Regions from separate parts of the Macaca mulatta genome. Here region 2 is linked to region 1. The links are chromatin contacts, called in public Hi-C maps. All regions are on one chromosome and are shown on one strand. The core of a region is the stretch at or near the end of the contact, and the rest is flanking DNA. Distances in the headings are between cores, read along the strand shown.

Evidence for each region. A called contact is a pair of places that touch in the nucleus more often than the background predicts.
Region 2: a contact with region 1 is called in a Hi-C map of fetal cortex germinal zone, with 3 times the contacts expected there. The contact joins two enhancer-like sites. A contact is called at or near these places in 5 of 14 Hi-C or Micro-C datasets (cortical neurons, fetal cortex germinal zone, fetal cortical plate and 2 more).

What each region holds. Positions count from the first base shown.
Region 1 is chr11:109,242,914-109,247,221 of T2T-MMU8v2.0, forward strand. It overlaps a transcript of DRAM1 not described here. Among named protein-coding and RNA genes, the nearest start is that of DRAM1, 48 kb to the left of the region's middle. Within about 2 kb of position 2,333, at least 2 of the 40 cell types and tissues checked have an H3K27ac peak or open chromatin away from gene starts, as enhancers often do.
Region 2 is chr11:110,145,166-110,149,473 of T2T-MMU8v2.0, forward strand. PAH (phenylalanine hydroxylase) reads right to left here. Exons shown (of 13, transcript XM_001094859.5): 4 at 512-600. Among named protein-coding and RNA genes, the nearest start is that of PAH, 37 kb to the right of the region's middle. Within about 2 kb of position 2,341, at least 7 of the 40 cell types and tissues checked have an H3K27ac peak or open chromatin away from gene starts, as enhancers often do.

The sequences.
Region 1 (4,308 bases), core at 1,083-3,582:
GTTGAGGCTGCAGTGAGCCATGTCAGTGCACTCCAGTCTGGGCAACAGAGCAAGACCCTGTCTCAAATAAATAAATAAATAAATAAATAGAATGCTAATCATTTCTGGGTTCACTATGACTTGTTGTAATGCTGGGGATCCCCTTTGTAACACTGGAACTGAAAGACAGTGACGAAGACTATGTCAAGCATTCATTATTCTGAAGAGGAATAGAAATGCCACATACCTTTCCCATGGGACCTGTGGTGGAATGAATCCATGGTTCTGCCTCACTTCGAGCAGACTTTTGTTCTCAGTACTCCTCACGATGGATATTCATGCTTCATTTTCACATCTCTCTGCACAATTAGATTGGGAGCTCCTTGAGGGCAGAGTGTGCCTTGATCTTTATCTTTGTAATGCCACAATGAACACAGTGCCTCCTGGTACACTGTAGGTGCTTACGAAATACTCACTGAATGCATGCATGCATGAACGAATGAATGAATGAATGAAGGAAGGAATGACTAAGGATGTTTGTAGTGCTATAATATAGAATGGGATTTACTCTGCTTTACTAGTTAGTTTCTTAATAAACAAATAGTCTGCATCGCCTGGTAATGTTGACTGTTTTTCTTTGTGTACTGTAAACATTTCAGTTGTTTGGACATCCCCATTCTATGACAACTATCTTCAACCTGGACAGTTACCACAGACATTGCTACATGAGCTAGACCAAATGTACACCTGTCTTGGCAAACTGAGAAGGCCAGAAAATCACTCCAGACAACCATATTCAGCAGATTCCATGTGACCTCTAAACCTAGTCTTATTCACATTTTGGTATTATTTCTAATTTCCATGAACTTGCATTTCCTTGGACCTCATGGCTGAAAGAGTTAAATGAAATATTTCTTTATTTTAATTTTTTTTTTTTTTTTTTGAGTCTCGTCCTGTTGCCCAGGTTGGAGTGCAGTGGCGCAATCTAGGCTCACTGCAGCCTCCGCCTCCCGGGTTCAAGCCATTCTCTTGCCTCAGCCTCTCGAGTAGCTGGGACTACAGGCGTCTGCCACCACGCCCGGCTAATTTTTTGTATTTTAGTAGAGACGGGGTTTCACCGTGTTAGCCAGGATGGTCTTGATCTGATCTCATGATCCGCCCGCCTCGGCCTCCCAAAGTGCTGGGACTACAGATCCATTTGGACTTCATAAAGGTATGATTACGATTTAAACCTTATGCTTTCTTAAGTCATGTAGTTTTCCATGTGGGCACGATTGGTTCATCTTCGTAGATTCTCAAACGTTAGCATCAGAAGTTTATGTCAGTCAAGATTGAGAGATGAAGAGATCAGAAATCCAACAAGAAGGAGAAAAGGGAATCAGAAATCCAACAAGAAGAGGAAAAGGGAATCTATATTGCCTCAAGTAACTGAGACATTCAGGAGTGGAACTGGCTTTATGGGTGGCTGGATCTAAATGTGCCATTAGGACTCCATCTTCTCTTTCCTCCTCTCAGCTGGCTTCATTCTCAAGCAGGCTTTCCCCTGGTGGAAGTGAGAGGGCATCTACAACCCCCAGACACACATCATCCAGAAAAAGAGGGGGAAAGAAAGGACTTCTCAACAGTTCCAACCACATGCCCATGACTTGTCTCTGATTGGCTGGCTTAGATCACATGCCATTGGGAGGTCTGAGGCTCTGATTGGTGAGATATGAATCACATGTTCACCCCTGGAGCAGGGAGGGGTCAACACCACCAAAACTAGCGGGCTGATGGTGAGTGAAAGTTGTTTCTCAGAAGAAAGGGGTGGAAATGGGTCTCTAACAGACAAAAAGCAGATTCCACTGTGAAATTAAAACCCCTTTTCCCTTCATACCCTCCCCGCCCAAAAGCCAACCTAACTCGCTTCACAGTAAACCAAAGTATACTTGCTAATAACCTTTTCAAATTTGAAAGTAAATAAGCCATTTAGATAATACAAAAACCTTATGTTAACTCCAAAGTTATGTTTATATTTTTTAAAAGTTGTTTTATTATTTAGTCTCTCTTACTTAGAATCAGTTTTCCTGATTTCTAATCAAGTGGGTCTTTTTTTTTTTTTTTTTTTTTTTTTTTTTTTTTTTAACACTAACACAGAGGATTCCACAGAAATTGCATTTTATAAACCAAATTAAGTGCATCAGTGTTGTGCTGTGTTTGGGTTTCCTAACATCCCTTACATGTGGCATTGTCCCATGTTCCCATTTTTACTCAGTTGGAGACATACTAGTCTGGTGTTTGGGCCTGGAATGAGGAAAGGGCAGTGGGAGGAAGATAAGTGGTATCCCATTCTCTCCCACTGCCTGATTCTGGCAAGCCAGTAAGCCCAGCCGTCTCCCCACACACATACTCTTGGTCTGGCTCTGAATGCCCCACATTCTCCAGTCCAGAATGTCATGCATCTGCATCATGTCTGTTGCACAAGAGAGCAACCACAGCCTCAAGCCCTGGAGTGGAATTTTCTGACTCTCCTTGGTCACTCCCAGCAGATTCATCTTCTTTTCTTTTCTTTTTTTTTTTTTTTTTTAAGATGGAGTCTCGCTCTTGTCGCCCAGGCTGGAGTGCAATGGCATGATCTCGGCTCGCAGCAACCTTCGCTTCCTGGGTTCAAGCGATTCTCCTGCCTCAGCCTCCCAAGTAGCTGGAATTACAGGCGCATGCCACCACACCCAGCTAAGTTTTGTATTTGTAGTAGAGACGGGGTTTCACCATGTTGGCCAGGCTGGTCTCGAACTCCCGACCCCAGGTGATCCACCCACCTCAGCTCCCCAAAGTGCTAGGATTACAGGCGTGAGCCACTGTGCCTGGCCCCAGATTCATCTTCTAAAATGAAGGGTAGCAGGTTTCCAGACCCATATTGGAGTTGGCAGTGACCGCCAAAGTCCATGCTTGGAAAATACTGAAGAAGATGTCAATAGTCTGTCTTGTGGTTTAAGACAAGGTGGTGTAGGGTGCCCAGAAAGCCTGAGGTTTAGGTAGTTCCTCAGCAACAAGCACTGCTCTGTGCCCCACCATCCTCAAGGCCAGTTCCACCTCTGGATGTCTCAGTTACATGAGTTGATAAAAGTCTCTAACTTCAATAAACTGGAGTTAGATTACAGATGATTAGACCTGTAAGAGTCCTGACTGATAACAGATACACAAGAGTTCCCCTAATATGAAAATACAGTAAACTACTATCATCTGGAGTCATTTTTATTTCATTTTTTTTTCTTTTGCAGTTTTCTTTTTTCAGTACAGACTTGCCTTCAGAGGAAAGATCATTTTTACATAAGTGGATTCAGCTGCCCCCACTCACAATCCTCACCCTGTGAACCATTTGTTTTTATTTCAAAAAATTTGAGTAATATTTTCACAATTCAAAACTCAAAACAATATGAAAAGGTATACTGTGAAAAGCCTTTTTGCTTTTCCCTACCTGCATTTACTCAATTAATTCACTCTCTCCTTGCAGATGTCCACTTCTTTTTTTTTTTTTTTTTTTTTTGAGACGGAGTCTTGCTCTGTAGCCCGGGCTGGAGTGCAGTGGCCGGATCTCAGCTCACTGCAAGCTCCGCCTCCCGGGTTTACGCCATTCTCCTGCCTCAGCCTCCGGAGTAGCTGGGACTACAGGTGCCCGCCACCTCGCCCAGCTAGTTTTTTTTGTATTTTTAGTAGAGACGGGGTTTCACGGTGTTAGCCAGGATGGTCTCGATCTCCTGACCTCGTGATCCGCCCGTCTCGGCCTCCCAAAGTGCTGGGATTACAGGCTTGAGCCACCGCGCCCGGCCTTTTTTTTTTTTTTTTTTTTTGAGACAGAGTCTTCCTGTGCATGATGATCATGCAGTGCAGTAGCATGATCTCCACTTACTGCGACCTATGCCTCCTGGGTTCAAGCAGTTCTTCCTGCCGCAGCCTCCTGAGTAGCTGGGATTACAGATGCCCACCACCATGCCCAGCTAACTTTTGTATTTTAGTCAAGATAGGGTTTCACCATGTTGGTGAGGTTGGTCTCAAACTCCTGACCTCAAGTGATCCGCCTGCCTTGGCCTCCCAAAGTGCTGAGATTACAGGTGTCAGCCACTGTGCTCAGCCTAGATATCCACTTTTTATCAGATTTTTATGAAAATACAAGCCAAAACAAATATTTTAACATGTTTCCCTTTTCATTTTTATCCCAAATATAGTATACTGTACAACCGGTTTTGAGTCTTTTTTGACATAGCAATGTATCTTGGAGATGTTTCCTTTATCAATGCATAGAGATCTCCCTCATTTTTAAGGTTAATTTGCTTTGTTTTATACCTGTAC
Region 2 (4,308 bases), core at 1,091-3,590, 900 kb after region 1:
TATTGTGGATGCTTCCAGGACTCTTGGTATCTCATACACTGTTCTTTCAGCCATAAGCCCTCTCTGTTCCTTATCTGACCAACATCTCCCACTCAGTTTTTAAGATCCAGTTTCAATGTTGCCACTCCCCCCTGCCCCCTGCAGTTGGCAGAGTTGTAAGTACAGGTTGCTGTTTACCAAGCACTTGATTTAAACCTCCATAGATGTACACAGGCAGAAGCAATGATGATTTGCATCTATGTGTGTGTTTGTGCACACACAGATCTAGTATATAGAGACAATAGTTTCTGGACAGTGATTTATATTTGCTCCTACAATAATAATGACCATGATAATGATGATGACAATAATGTCTTGCTAATTTTTCCCAGCCCTCGTGTAAATAGGAACACAATAAGTGTTTGTCGAACAAGTGAACAAGCACATTGCTCCAGGTGGAGGAGGTAGGAGGAGGGGAGGGAAGTGGAGGAGAGGCACTGAAAGAATCTCATCCTATGGGCCATGGACTCACAGGGTGGTCAGCATCCAGTTCCGCTCCATAGCTGAGAATCTGATTGGCAAATCTGTCCAGTTCTTGAATGGTTCTTGGGAACCAGGGCACTGAAACACAGAGAAGGCAAAGTCCTGAGTGCAGATTGGCAGGACATGGCCAAAGGCCTCGCTGAGATCAGAAGCGGGAATCCCAGTCAATGGTGATGGCAAGTGGGCTGGCTTTCAGATAACCCCCAAATTACTATCATTTAAAAGTTAAACTCCGTTTTCCTTAGAAACCAGTTTTAAAACCCATTCCCAAATACATTATCTTTCATGGAGATGTTCTCTGAATTATCTCAAAATTCATCTCCCTCCCACCCGTCATGGTAGTTTTCTTTGATGGTTTTCTTTAGTAGCAGAATTTTTTTTCCCCTCTGTCACCCAGGCTGGAGTACAGTGGCACGTGATCTCAGCTCACCGCAACCTCTGCCTCCTGGGTTCAAGCGACTCTCCTGCCTCAACCTCCCGAATAGCTGGGATTACAGGTGCGTGCCATCACGCCTGGCTAATTTTTATAGTTTTGGTAGAGGCAGAGTTTCACCATGTTGGCTGGTCTGGTCTCGAACTTTTGACCTCAGGTGACCCACCCCCTTGGACTTCCAAAGTGCTGGGATTACAGGCATGAGCCACTGTGTCCGGCCTTCGCAGCAGAATATTACATATAGGCCCAAAATATAAATTATATAAAACCAGACTGTTCTACTGTAAACAAGTTCATGAGATCCCATCTTCCCATTATGTGTTTCCCTCCCAAAGGCCCCAGGCACTGCAGCAAAATCTTTTGATTGCAAAGCCAGTTAGAAAGCCATTGTGAAGCAGAGCGAACGGAGTCAGGTAGTTGGGATCTGAAGATGCCTTGCAGCACCTAAAGGATTTCAGACTTGCTTCTGAGCCAGTGTAGTGGGGAAGGGGTTGGGCTTGAGTAGGGTGAACTACAACACCTGGGTCTTGCAGAGAGAGGGGCCCAGGAAGAAGGGCAGGTGGCAGCACCGACGTCCCTGTAGGTTACAGGAAACAAGACACATTGCAGGTGAAAATTTCCCAGGAATGAACAGAGACAAGGGCATTTTGGACTGTAAGTTTCATGAGGGCAGAAACCATGGGTACTTTGTTGTACCAGGCATAAAGAGAAAAAGAAGGAAGGAAGGAAGAGGGAAGAGAGGGAGGGAAGAAAAGGATAGAAAGGAGGGAGAAAACAAGATAAGGAAGGAAGGAAGAAACGGAGGGAAGAAAGGAGTGAAGGAAGGAACTAATGGATTCACCCTGGTTATGTTAACATTTAAGGTATTGACAGCAGTAACCACCATCCAGAGGGCCTGCTTTGGTACAGTTGCTATTTCTGAGGTACCTCCAAAATAAGGAAGGCATGATAACCCCTCTTGCGCGGGTAAGAAACTGAGGCTCTAAAATTTTAAATAGCTGGTTTAAGATCACACCAGGACTAAGAAAATGGTAGATTCAAAAAGAATCCAGAGAGCCAAAATAGATGTGGTGGGAACCCTGAAGTGAGCACAAGGCTTCCAAACTTCCCCTGAAATGAGGTTGAGGGGAAGATGCTGAACTTCCAATCAGCATCCGGTCTGGCTTAGAACCCGGGCTCCATCTGCCTACTTATCTTCTCTGTGTCTCAGTTCCTCCTCCAGGAGGAGGAGGAATAAAACAGCTGGGATACACAACTATAGGAAGAACCGCAAATGTGTTTTTGAAGCCTTCCCATGTGCCAGGCACTTCTGGTGTAGCATTTCTGGTGGAGTAGCTCTTTGAATCTGAGGACTGCTGTGGGCAGTGATGAGAAAACAGGCAAAGGGCGCCGCTCAGCGTCTGGCACATAAAACACGACTTTCCATCTGATACCCATTATTCATGATTCTGACCTACTTAGATGGGACAGGAAAGAGCATGCGTGCCATCTAGTGGCCAATCTGGGGAAATTCCATCCATGATCTAAACAGGAGCCTCAGGAGGAGCAGCAGCTGCATTACAGCAAAACAAGGAGAGCTGATTCCAGCAGTTCATCAAGGTCCATTTAGACCCTGGTTTCTGCAGAGCTGAGGAGCCTAGGCTCTCTACCACCCATGTTAGCAATAAAACTAACACAGAATGGTGTTCTAAATATTTTACCTGTGAGCTGGGTACTATTAATATTCCTATTTTAAAGACGAGGACATTGAGGTACAGAGAGGTTTAGTGCAAACCCAAATACACACACTGCTAAGAAACAGTGGAGTCAGGATTCAAATACAGGTCCAGCTGACTCCCTGGCTTCTGGTCTTGATCGCCAATCCATCCTGCCACTCATGGGAAGGTGGCAGAGCATACTGATAAGGAGGGCTGGCTCTGAAGCCAGATTTCCTGCCCAGAGGTTTCCATGGCCCTAAAGCCCAGCCCTCTTTTCCAGATTGGCTCCCTATGGACAGCAAGAACAGAAGCAGATGCTGCAGCCATCGTTCCAGGTAACACTTCTGTAGTACTTGCTGTGTATCAGACACTGCCCTAAACATCTCACATATGCTACCCCCTTCAATTTCTGCAACAGTCCTTTGAGGTAGGTATTATTATTATCCCATTCTACAGATGAAGAAACTGAGGAACAGTGAGGGCAAGTCTCTTGATAGATCTCCTTGGTCCCAACTGTTGAAACTTTGGAGTCTCGGGTGACTCAATACCATGCTCTGCTCACTTGGTGAGGAACGTGGCTTCCCACCTTGTCACCTACACTCCTCCCCAAGCTCTCCTTCCTCTGTGGGTCCAGCATTTGTATTGCACACTGAACCTCTGTTGTCAGTGCCAAGAATGGGGGTTTTTCCCACCCAGGTTTGCAAGGCCTTGAGAAAGGAATCAGCACTTCAGAGTCATCCAGGGCTCAGGATCTTCTTTAAGATCTTTCTTGTTTCTCCAGGACATTTCCACTGCGGGGTTTCAATGACTGGCACCCACCTGGACAAGGGGGCCTAACTTCTCTCCTCGGTGTTCAGCACCACGGATAACCCCATCCCCGCACTGTGGAGGAAGCCTGGCTCCATTCATTCATCATTTCTCTTTTGCCTGGGAATCATTCATAATTCTGTCAGTAACTGCTGGCCCCAGAAATAAGGCAGGCCAAGTCCTTTCTTGCTGCACCCCCTTCTTACTTAGGCGACCCTTAGAATCACCAAAGGAGATTCCACAAATATGTACTGAGTACCTCCTGCATACTAAGCACAAAGCACTGGGGGGTGCATACAAGGGAGTCTTCATCCTTGTGGTGCTTACGTTCTGGCAGGGGCAACACGAAATAAGTAAATATAAATACGTGACGATGTAAGGAAATTCTTGAAGAAGAAGAATAAAGAAGCATAAGGAAATGGAAAGTTATGCCGGGCGCGGTGGCTCACGCCTGTAATCCCAGCACTTTGGGAGGCCGAGGCGGGCGGATCACAAGGTCAGGAGATCGAGACCACGGTGAAACCCCGTTTCTACTAAAAATACAAAAAACTAGCCGGGCGCGGTGGCGGGCGCCTGTAGTCCCAGCTACTCAGGAGGCTGAGGCAGGAGAATGGCGTGAACCCGGGAGGCGGAGCTTGCAGTGAGCCGAGATTGCGCCACTGCACTCCAGCCTGGGCGACAGAGCGAGACTCTGTCTCAAAAAAAAAAAAAAAAAAAAAAAAAGGAAATGGAAAGTTATGGGGATGCTCTTTTTTAAATTCTTTTTTAAAAATCCCATCTTTATTGGGGTATAATGGAACAATAAAAAATGGATATATTTTTATAATATAAAATTACAATTGTATAAAA